Regions from separate parts of the Pelodiscus sinensis genome. Here region 1 is linked to region 2. The links are chromatin contacts, called in public Hi-C maps. All regions are on one chromosome and are shown on one strand. Each heading gives the region's core, a stretch centred on a gene start, on an enhancer-like site or on the middle of the called end of the contact. The rest is flanking DNA. Distances are from core to core; before and after follow the strand shown. Region 1 holds the start of LOC142829240. Region 2 holds the start of TSSC4 (tumor suppressing subtransferable candidate 4).

Region 1 (4,593 bases), core at 1,449-3,948, 190 kb after region 2:
GGATATTTAAATCCCCCGCGGATTTCCCTACTACGATAGCTGAAATTAACATGCCCCTTCCGGAAAAGGGGCCAGTGTAGACGTAGCCCCTTAGTGCACAGCAGACTAGTATGGGGCAGATATATACCCTGTTTGCCATGAGCACAAGTGTACGTATAGCTAAGTCCTGTGTGTGCACTGAAGAAAAATCAGTTACAATACTGCAATATGAAGAGTGCTCATATTGGATGTTACTGTAATATAGATAATGGCAGACGCTTGCTCTTCAGGGTACAGTACAGATGCAAAATAAGGGGCAGTCTCTGCCCCAAAGACCTTACAATCTAAGGTCCTGGCCCCACAAATACTTGCCTATATGCTTAATTTTTGGCACATGAGTAGTTCCAATGACTTCAGTGTGACTATTTTTGTGTGCGAAGCTAAGCACATGCACAAGCTTAGCTCAGAGGCTAAAAAGATACAAAGGGATTGGATTGCAGGAAAATGCAAGAGCCTTTCAACTCATCCAGTGATCATCTGTATATGGCTTCCTTGTCCCATGACACTACGTTTATCAACTTTTGTGATGTCCCCACGCCTCATCCTCTTTGCTCCCACAGTTCCAGCAGATTCACGTACCTGTTATTTTTGCCAGAAGATCACAAGTTCTCTTTACAATTATCTCTGTGGTCAGATAAAGATCCTACTGAATCACGGTATGTTCAAGGGGAGTTTGTGTTCCAGTACCCACTATCAGGATCTTATGCATGGCTGGTCTCCTGCAACAGTTGTCTCCTACTTCCGGGCCAGAGCAGAGTTCTGATATCCCCTGGGAGGGTTCAGGGAATGCCCGGATGCTCAAAGTTCCTCAACCTAGTACTCATGGCTAATAATGTACTGCACTAGTACTCCTGGCCAGCAGGTGACCCCCATGGCTTAGGGAAGCAAGACCCCAAAGCCCTGCCCCTTCCTCACCCACCAGAGTCCAGCTCCCACACTGTGGCATCTGCTGGCCCGTGCCCTGCCCCTGTAGTGTGGCCACTGGCCTTTGTCCCCTCCCTGCCCTAGGGTAACACACCCTGCTTTCCTGGCCCCAGAGATCTGGAGAGCCGGCGTGTGACACGGCTGCAGCCTGCTTTGGAGAGCCGGAGGGTGGCACGGCTGCAGTCTGCTCTGGAAAGCCGGTGTGTGACACGGCTGCAGCCTGCTCTGCAGAGCTGGCGTGTGACACGGCTGCAGCCTGCTCTGGAGAGCTGGCGGGTAACATGGCTGCAGTCTGCTCTGGAGAGCTGGCGGGTAACATGGCTGCAGTCTGCTCTGGAGAGCCGGTGGATGGCATGGCTGCAATCTGCTCTGGAGAGCCGGCGTGTGACACGGCTGCAGTCTGCTCTGGAGAGCTGGCGGGTGGCACGGCTGCAGTCTGCTCTGGAGAGCTGGCGTGTGACACGGCTGCAGTCTGCTCTGGAGAGCTGGCGGGTGACACGGCTGCAGTCTGCTCTGGAGAGCTGGCGGGTGGCACGGCTGCAGTCTGCTCTGGAGAGCTGGCGGGTGACATGGCTGCAGTCTGCTCTGGAGAGCCGGTGTGTGACACGGCTGCAGTCTGCTCTGGAGAGCCGGCGGGTGACACGGCTGCAGTCTGCTCTGGAGAGCCGGCGTGTGACACGGCTGCAGCCTGCTCTGGAGAGCCAGAGGGTGGCACGGCTGCAGTCAGCTCTGGAGAGCCGGCGGGTGACACGGCTGCAGTCTGCTCTGGAGAGCCGGAGGGTGGCACGGCTGCAGTCTGCTCTGGAGAGCCGGCGTGTGACACGGCTGCAGCCTGCTCTGGAGAGCCGGAGGGTGGCACGGCTGCAGCCTGCTCTGGAGAGCTGGAGGGTGGCACGGCTGCAGTCAGCTCTGGAGAGCCGGAGGGTGACACGGCTGCAGCCTGCTCTGGAGAGCTGGCGGGTGGCACGGCTGCAGTCTGCTCTGGAGAGCCGGCGGGTGGCACGGCTGCAGTCTGCTCTGGATAGCCGGCGGGTGACATGGCTGCAGTCTGCTCTGGAGAGCCGGCGGGTGGCACAGCTGCAGTCTGCTCTGGAGAGCCGGCGGGTGGCACGGCTGCAGTCTGCTCTGGAGAGCTGGCGGGTGGCACGGCTGCAGTCTGCTCTGGAGAGCTGGCGGGTGACATGGCTGCAGTCTGCTCTGGAGAGCTGGCGGGTGGCACGGCTGCAGTCTGCTCTGGAGAGCCGGCGGGTGGCACGGCTGTAGCCTGCACCCTCAGGAGCTGAGACACCAGCCCCAATGCTGGATGGCCAGAGTGGCACCAGCACTGGAAGAACCGGTGGCACGACACAGCCCCCACCCTGCCTGCCCTTGCCTCTCACATGACAACAGCAGGCTGAGACAGGAGGTCTGGGGGACTCCGGTGGAGCATGGGCGGGGTCACATGAGGCAGTTTGGGAAGGCAGTGCCTTCCCATGCCTATGATACTCGCTGACCCTGCTGGTACTCTAGGTCTGGTCTGCAGTAGCTGAAGCCTGGGGAACATTAGTAGACTCATTCCTCCATTATTCCTCATATGAAGCCAAGCATGTGTCTCATACAGAAAAGAGGAACCATACGTCTATAGTGACTGCACTTCATGTGGAGTCTTCAAATTTCCTTTCACTACACCCTAATTTTATGCAACTCCAAAAAAGTTGGCCCTCCCAGGAAATCTCTGCTGGACAACAAAGGTCTGTCACTTACCTACACTGTGGAAGATTCTATAGGGGTTTGCTTCAGAGGAGACACCACTGATTACGCTGAAGTGAGCCCCATAGCGGGTGATAATGGTCAGTACGGTGACTGACAGCCCCAGCAGCTGAAAAACAGAGATTTTACTGAGAAAGGAAAGTAGTAAATGAAGGATTCACAGAAAAACTACCGTAGAGCTTATCAAGCGCACACAGATATTTTAAGCCATGCCAAATGAGAAACAACCTGTTCCCAGAGAGAATTAGTTTACAGTATATGCCTGAAAGTCACATGTGATGGGAACCTCTGGGCACTTTAATAGATTAAACTCTTATCAGATCTGTATAATTACTGCATCTGAAACCACGCACTCTAGCATTTCTTCTGCTCCAGAATCCTAGGGACAGTTACTGGGAAAAAACAGAGGAATCAGGGTTTCACAGACATATCTTTCAATGTATTTACATGGCACCAATTCCTGTAGCATTTAGGTTCTGTCTAGGCTGCAGGTTTCTTTTGGAAGAAGCTTTTCTGGAAGAATCTTCTGAAAAAACTTCTTCCAAAAGAGCGCATCTGAAAACCTGAGATAAGCTACTTTGACTTCAGGTACACAATCAGGCTACATCTACACTGCAGGCTTTTTGTGCAAGAACAACTGTTCTTGCTCAAAAACTTGCAGAGAGTGTACACTGCATGCGTGTTCTTGTGCAAGTAAATTTACAGTAAAGCATCAGAAAAGAGGGCTTTTTGTGCAAGAGTTATTCCTCTCCCCACAAGGAATAAGCCCTCTTGCACAAGATCTCCTGCGCAAGGAGACAGTGTGGGCGGGGAACAAGGGTTTCTTGCGCAAGAAATCCCTATGGTTACAATGGCCATCAGAGCTTTCTTGTGCAAGAGAGCATCACACTGCCATGGACGCTCTCGTGGAAAAGCACATGGCAGCGTGGACATGCTCTTGTGCAAGACCTTTTGCGCAAGAACTCTTGTGCAAAACAGTGCTTGCGCAAGAAACCTGCAGTGTAGACGTAGCCTCAACATAGCTTAAGTTGAATTGCTTAATTTAGCTTTAGCCCACAGTGTAGACATACCCTTTGCTAGCCATGAAGACTAAGCATTGTAAGCCAACACAATGGAAGCCCCATTTATATATGAACTGAACAAGGGCATGGGAAGTTAGCAAGGCAAGGCACTGGAGATTAAATTGAACCATCAGATGTTACCCTGACTCAGGGGATGAAACTGTGGATTTGGGGGGAATGTAAGGAGAAGGCAAAAGGCAGTTTCACTTTGCATTCATGAAAGCAAGATCCCAGCCATGTTGCTGGGAGATTGCTTTAAGTGAGAAACTAATTTAGACAAGGGTTTAATCTGTTTAGACTCTAAGAAGTGTGTTATATTTTTTATGTTATATGTAACCGTTTCTGTTTCCATTATTAACCTTATCGTGTAAATCTGAATCTTTGATAATAAACTCATGACTGTTTTCACTATCTCAGTGCTGCGATGTTATGTAAGAGTTGATCCTCAGCTGACTCAAACAAGCTAGTGTGTACACTGTCCCCTTGAGCTAATAGACCTGGTATATCTGTGAGCGTTCAGGACTGGACACTGCAGGAATACTCCAAGGACTCCAGGGCTGGAGCGTACTTATTACGAACCTGCACAGAGACAGTAAGGCTTGCTATGGCCAGGAAGGCAGTGTTTGGGTTGATAGAAGCTGGTGATTTCCAGGAACTAAGCTACAACAGGCACAGACGGACTTCATCACACTATGGGCAGGTGGCAGTGAGGTGTCTCACAACTGTTGGTGCCATTCTGGAGTGCAACATATACTGTAACAATTACCCCCAATTTCAGTACAATAGAACTTAAAAACAATTATGAATTTTTAGGTTATTT
Region 2 (5,208 bases), core at 1,736-4,235:
CAAAGTCTTCAGAGTCTGAATCACTGAGTGAAACTGTGTCAGAAGGTAGAGTGCCCTCATAATCTTTGTCCCCACCAGTCACTATACCCATAAAGGGCTCACCAGCACCTTCATCTCCCATCTTTGGGCTATTACTCAGCTGTGCTCTCTTCCTTGGGCTCAGCTGCAGCAAATAAGGTCTTCCAAATATCCAGTGATTTTAAGGCCTGGAATGAGAAGGAACAAGTATAAATTCATCTGGGAAACAAGGACCACATTAGAAGAGGATGTTCTGTTCACATTACAGCAATTCACAGCCATGGAATATTGTGTGACTTAAGAAATGCTGCAAATGAAACAGGGAAGAACTAGTGTGAAGATACTGTTTCCTGCTCCATTCTGAGCTGAATATTCTCAGGACTCATTGAGGAAAGGGATTGCTGCAGCCACTGTGGTATTTTAAAAATACTGTGATTATTATTTCAACAAATATTGAACATAATTGACATTTTGTATAGTATGAAGTCATATTACTAGAAGTCTCAGGTAGATGTACCTCATTCTGTGACTTGATAAATTTTTGTTGGAAATAAAACCATGCTTTTGTGCACAAATGTGAACAATTAATACACATATGCAGGCTTATTTCAGAATACAGGACTAATTAAAAATAGGCTTTTGTTATTACCAGTACGCTACTTTTAATTAACAATTCAGGGTTTTTCCCCCTCCCTTTTTATTTAGATATCTTTATTGAGAGAGACATGGGAAAAAAGATTACCCTAAACTATATAAATACAGGTTCTCAATGAAGACTGAAAACAGGCATGGAAAGTGTGCTAGTCACTCACTGTCTCTTGAGACTGAAACAGTTTCCCTTCCTCTGGGTCAGTTAAAGCCACCAAAGATCTCAGGTCCTGCACCCTAGAAAACAAATATCTACGTCACAAGGTGGGAAATTTCTTATTTTAAAAGGTACAGTAAGCACATTTGTGAATCATCTTCCAATTGAGGCACTGATTCCTATTTTTGACATGAACCTACGCAGAGAAAAACCTTCAGACATTTCTGGGATTTAGGTTGGAAAAAGAACAATGCTCTTTCTGCTGAGATAGACATCAACAAAGAAACTCAGGTCATAATGTCAAAATCATGGTCCTAGCCTATGAGTTCAATGGGAAAGGGGGAAAAAAACAGTTTTTTTTTTTCTTTTTAGTTTTCTGTGGCTACAAAATAACCCATCAAAAATTGGATTTGTTAAATGAAAAGAGAATTTTAGCAGAGGCAGAGATCAAAATCAACGTGATCGGTATGAGTAACAAATTAGTAACCATTAGTAGCACTGCACACTACACCCATGGTGGTAAAATTTGCAGGGCATAGTGGAGAATACTATGGACCAGATTTCAAAAGAGCTAAGCACTCATAACTGGGAACAGATTTTGAAAACCTGTAACCAGTTAGGTACCAAAATAAAAGACACATTGGGTCCTGCACTCCTTTGAAAAACTGGTCACGTGTCACAACAGACACACTTGAAAATACAGCCTTTACTTGAAGTGGAAAATGAACACTAGAAAAATCTGGCCCTGTGACACTTTACAGTCATAGTAGTTAGTGCAATAGCATTTGCAGAAACAACTGCAATCCTCTAAATGAGTGGTTCTCAAACTTTTTGGGCTCCGGAGCCTTTTACATGCATAAAAATTTATGTGTAGCCTCAGCGGTCCACTGATTGTATGTTGCGGAGCCCCAGCGGTCCACTGATTGTATGTGTTGTACCTATCGATGTTTCCAGTTTGTCAACTTCGCGGAGCCCCTGGAGATGTCTTGCGGAGCCCTGGGGCTCTGCAGAGCACAGTTTGAGAAACACTGCTCTAAACTATATGAAGAAGAAAAGAGCAAACCCAGCTACATAAGGGTTTCTTTCAAAACTGGTAGTTCACCACAGCTGGTGAGTTAAATTGCCTCACCAAGAGTCTCACCAAAAAGGAAAAGTTCCCAAGCTCTAAAAGCTGCTTGCTCCTTGACAACTCTATGGCTGAGTACTGACCCCTTCAACCCAGGGAGACTCACAGTTTCTTGGTGGTGAGCTGAATATGATATAACTCAGACAAGATAGCATCTCTCTGAATGGACAGGTCCCCATCAGAATCTTCCATGCTGGTCTCAGTCAATCAGGCCCCCCTCCTTCCGCCTCCTGCTGCCTGTGAGGGAGCCAGAGAGCACAGTCACTCAGACTGCTGCAGTGGGTCAGCTGTTACCACACTCGCAACTCCAGGGCAAGACCTTAGGGGGGACAGCGGTGAGTGATTGACCTCAGAGACCCTAAGCTTAGGTGGGCGAAGTCGAACCAGTTCTGCAGTTATTGCGAGCTAGCCACACCCCACCAGACACCACGAGCCTCGCTGACAGGGAGCACATCGCTATCTCACAGGCAACAACAAGTCAGCCGCATAGCACGTCACAGGCTGAGCTCCCAGGGGGCAGGAATCAGGAACCTATGACCCAGCCAGGGGGCGGGGTTTGGTCAGGGGGCGGGGCCTGGCTCAGAGGAACGGGACGCCTGGGGGGGGGGGATGACTGATGGGAGGGGGAAGGGGCGGGGCTCACCTCAAGGGATCGTTGACGCTGGGGAGAGGGCGGGGCTCGGTTCGGGGAGACGCAGGGGAGGGGTCGGAGCGGGGCTCGGAGGGGAAGGGGCGGGGCTCGGTTGGGGGAGGGGGCTCGGTTGGGGGGACGCCGGGGAGGGGTCTGTGACCACAGGTCAGGGAGTGAGGGGGTTGTACCCCGGTCAGACAGGCAAGGAACCGGCCCGCGGTGGCCGCACGGAGACTCGCCCGGGCCGTACCTCGCGGAGCGCGGTCCAACCGCCCTTCCTCGCAGCAGCTCTGCCAGCCGAGTAACATCCGGCGCGCTCCCCGGAAGGGAGCCCTGGCGGTCCGCGCGAAGCACGCTGGGAGACCGAGTTCCCGCCGCCCGCTGAGGCGCTCAGGCCCCTCCCCCCCCACAGCCCCGCCCGCTGCTATGCCCATGAGGCCACGCGGCGGGAGAACCAGCCGCCCGCTTGGCCTCCTGGGAGTTGTAGTCCCCAGCGCGCCGCGCAAAGAACGTAGGCCCACAGCGGCGCTGATCAGGGCCCAGGGCAAGGCCCCGGCCTGGCGAGGCGCCAGTTCAAACGCCGCCCTGTTCCGGCTGCAGCCTGCCGCTCGGTTACCGCAGCGGCCCGCATGGGGCACCTCCTCCGCCGCCCGCTCCAAGCCCGCCCCGGCCTGTGTGGGGGTAGGGCGCTTGTTGTCCCTCGAGCGCCCCCTGGCGGAGCTAGTGCTAATTCTCCCCAGCTTGCAGATGAGAACACTGAGGCCCGGCACAGATGGCTGCAGTAGTATTGGCAGCAGAGCGTAGGGAGCCCAGCAGCCAGTGCCCAGCTCCGTTGCTGAAATGAACATTCATTTCTAGTGCTGCTTTCATCCAAAGAACAGTACATAGGTTAGACCTCCCTGCTCCTGACCAGTCCTGAACGAAGGGCTTTTCTGGACCGGAGAGGTCCCTCCCTTCACAGCCCATGCCGAACCACTACCACCATCCCTTCCCCCAACTAGGGCTCCAGCCTGGGCCCCTGGAGCTCTCTAGCTGCTGCTGGCACCACTGCTGCTGGGGCCAGAGCTCCCTGACTGCAGCCCCAACATTGCAGTTAGGGCTAGAGCACTCAGGCTGCAGCCAGGGCCGGAGCTCTGCAGCCAGGGCCAACCCCCTGCTACTGCCCAGCTGCTGCAACCACAACTCCCTGCTGCACCTCCCATCTTTTCTTCCCACATGGGGCCAACCTTCCCACTATGCTTCTTCCCCTGGCAAGACCTCCTTGTACTTGGACTGGGTGGTCCAGGAACATCCATGGTCCTGCCAGACCTCATCTGTTGCTGGACCAGAGAGTCCCAGTTAAGGATAGGGGTGCCAGGTTTCCATTATTGACCCAGACAGTCTGGTATTTTCTCCTCCTGTCCAGTAAAAAAAATTCAGAAAATACCGGATACCTAAAACATCCAGTATTTTCTAATTTTTTCCCTTGCCAGGAGGCAACCCTACAACACACTCAGCAACTGGGCCCAGCCCCCGCCACCGGAACTCCTGCTTACCTGGTTCCACAGGGAAGCTATGTTCTGGCTTGATCGGGAAAACAAAATGGCCACTGGCAAAAAGCCTAAGGACCAAGAGGAAGAAATGCCTCCCCTGGGTCTTAGTGCTAAACCACTCCCCTGTTCCTATCCCTATTCTGACTGCACACCATACTGTTTTAATGCTGTTTTTTTATTGCTTAATAACTCTGTGGGTGTGTCTACACTGGGCCACTTATTCCGGAGAATCAGCCGCTTTTCCGGAATAAGCCGCGAGCTGTCTACACTGGCCCTTGAATTTCCGGAAAAGCAACGATGCTGTACTGTACAAAATCAGCCGCTATTCCGGAAACCGTACGATGCTCCCGCTCGGGCATAAGTCCTTTTTCCGGAAAAGCTTTTCCGGAAAAGGGCCAGTGTAGACAGCTTTTCCGGAAAAGCAGAAGAAACGTAAAAAAGCGGTTTGGACGGCGGGAGACCCCGTAGAAGCCACGGACTTCCGCATTACCCGAGGGCTTAAAGAGCCCGCACGCTACTGGCCGCACGTGGCAGGAGGCCCTCAGAGACCTCCCTTCCCAGCTCTGCGACGTGGCAAGTGTGCTGCCCAGCCACCTCAGCGGAGGCATGGCAGCTCGAGGTGGTCAGCCACCGTCACCCGGGGCAGAGGAGGAAGCCCCCAGGGGCCGGAAGCGCAGGGCCCCATCCTGGACCCCCAGGGAGCTGGAGGCCCTCCTGGACCTGTGGGAGGAGGAGGAGGGTCTCCATGACCTCCAGTCCCGCCGCCGGAATGCTGAGCTGTACACCCGGATGGCCCGGAACCTCGCCCAGCAAGGGCACCCCAGCCGCAACTGCGAGCAGGTCCGCTCGAAGGTTAAGGAGTTGCGGCTGGGGTACGTGCGGGCCACGGAGGGGAGGGGAGCAGGGCCTGATGCCTGCCCCTATTTTGAGCGGCTGAACTCATTTTTGGGCGAGCCAGCCCCGCAAGGCCCAGCTGTCCCCGTTGACACCTGCCAGCACCCCCCGATCATTCGTCCCACCGAACCGGAGGAGGAAGACGAGAGCGGCGGCGCTTCGGGAGAGGAGGCCAGCGTTGCCACCCAGCAGGCCCCCTCCA

Evidence for each region. A called contact is a pair of places that touch in the nucleus more often than the background predicts.
Region 1: a contact with region 2 is called in a Hi-C map of blood, with 2.4 times the contacts expected there. The contact joins the promoter of LOC142829240 here to the promoter of TSSC4 in region 2. A contact is called at or near these places in 2 of 5 Hi-C or Micro-C datasets (blood and an unstated tissue).

Annotation. Positions count from the first base shown.
Region 1 is chr4:115,783,313-115,787,905 of ASM4963464v1, forward strand. It overlaps LOC142829240, which reads right to left and starts at 2,699. Exons shown (of 1, transcript XM_075928147.1): 1 at 59-2,699. The coding sequence starts at 2,146. The coding sequence ends at 866. It overlaps TSPAN32 (tetraspanin 32), which reads right to left. Exons shown (of 8, transcript XM_006134912.4): 2 at 2,707-2,821. All of the region lies in intron 1 of LOC142829242 (a long non-coding RNA gene), which reads left to right.
Region 2 is chr4:115,591,526-115,596,733 of ASM4963464v1, forward strand. It overlaps TSSC4 (tumor suppressing subtransferable candidate 4), which reads right to left and starts at 2,986. Exons shown (of 3, transcript XM_075928142.1): 1 at 2,831-2,986; 2 at 2,056-2,186; 3 at 1-206. The coding sequence starts at 121. LOC142829239 reads left to right here and starts at 4,632. Exons shown (of 2, transcript XM_075928145.1): 1 at 4,632-5,208. The coding sequence starts at 4,719.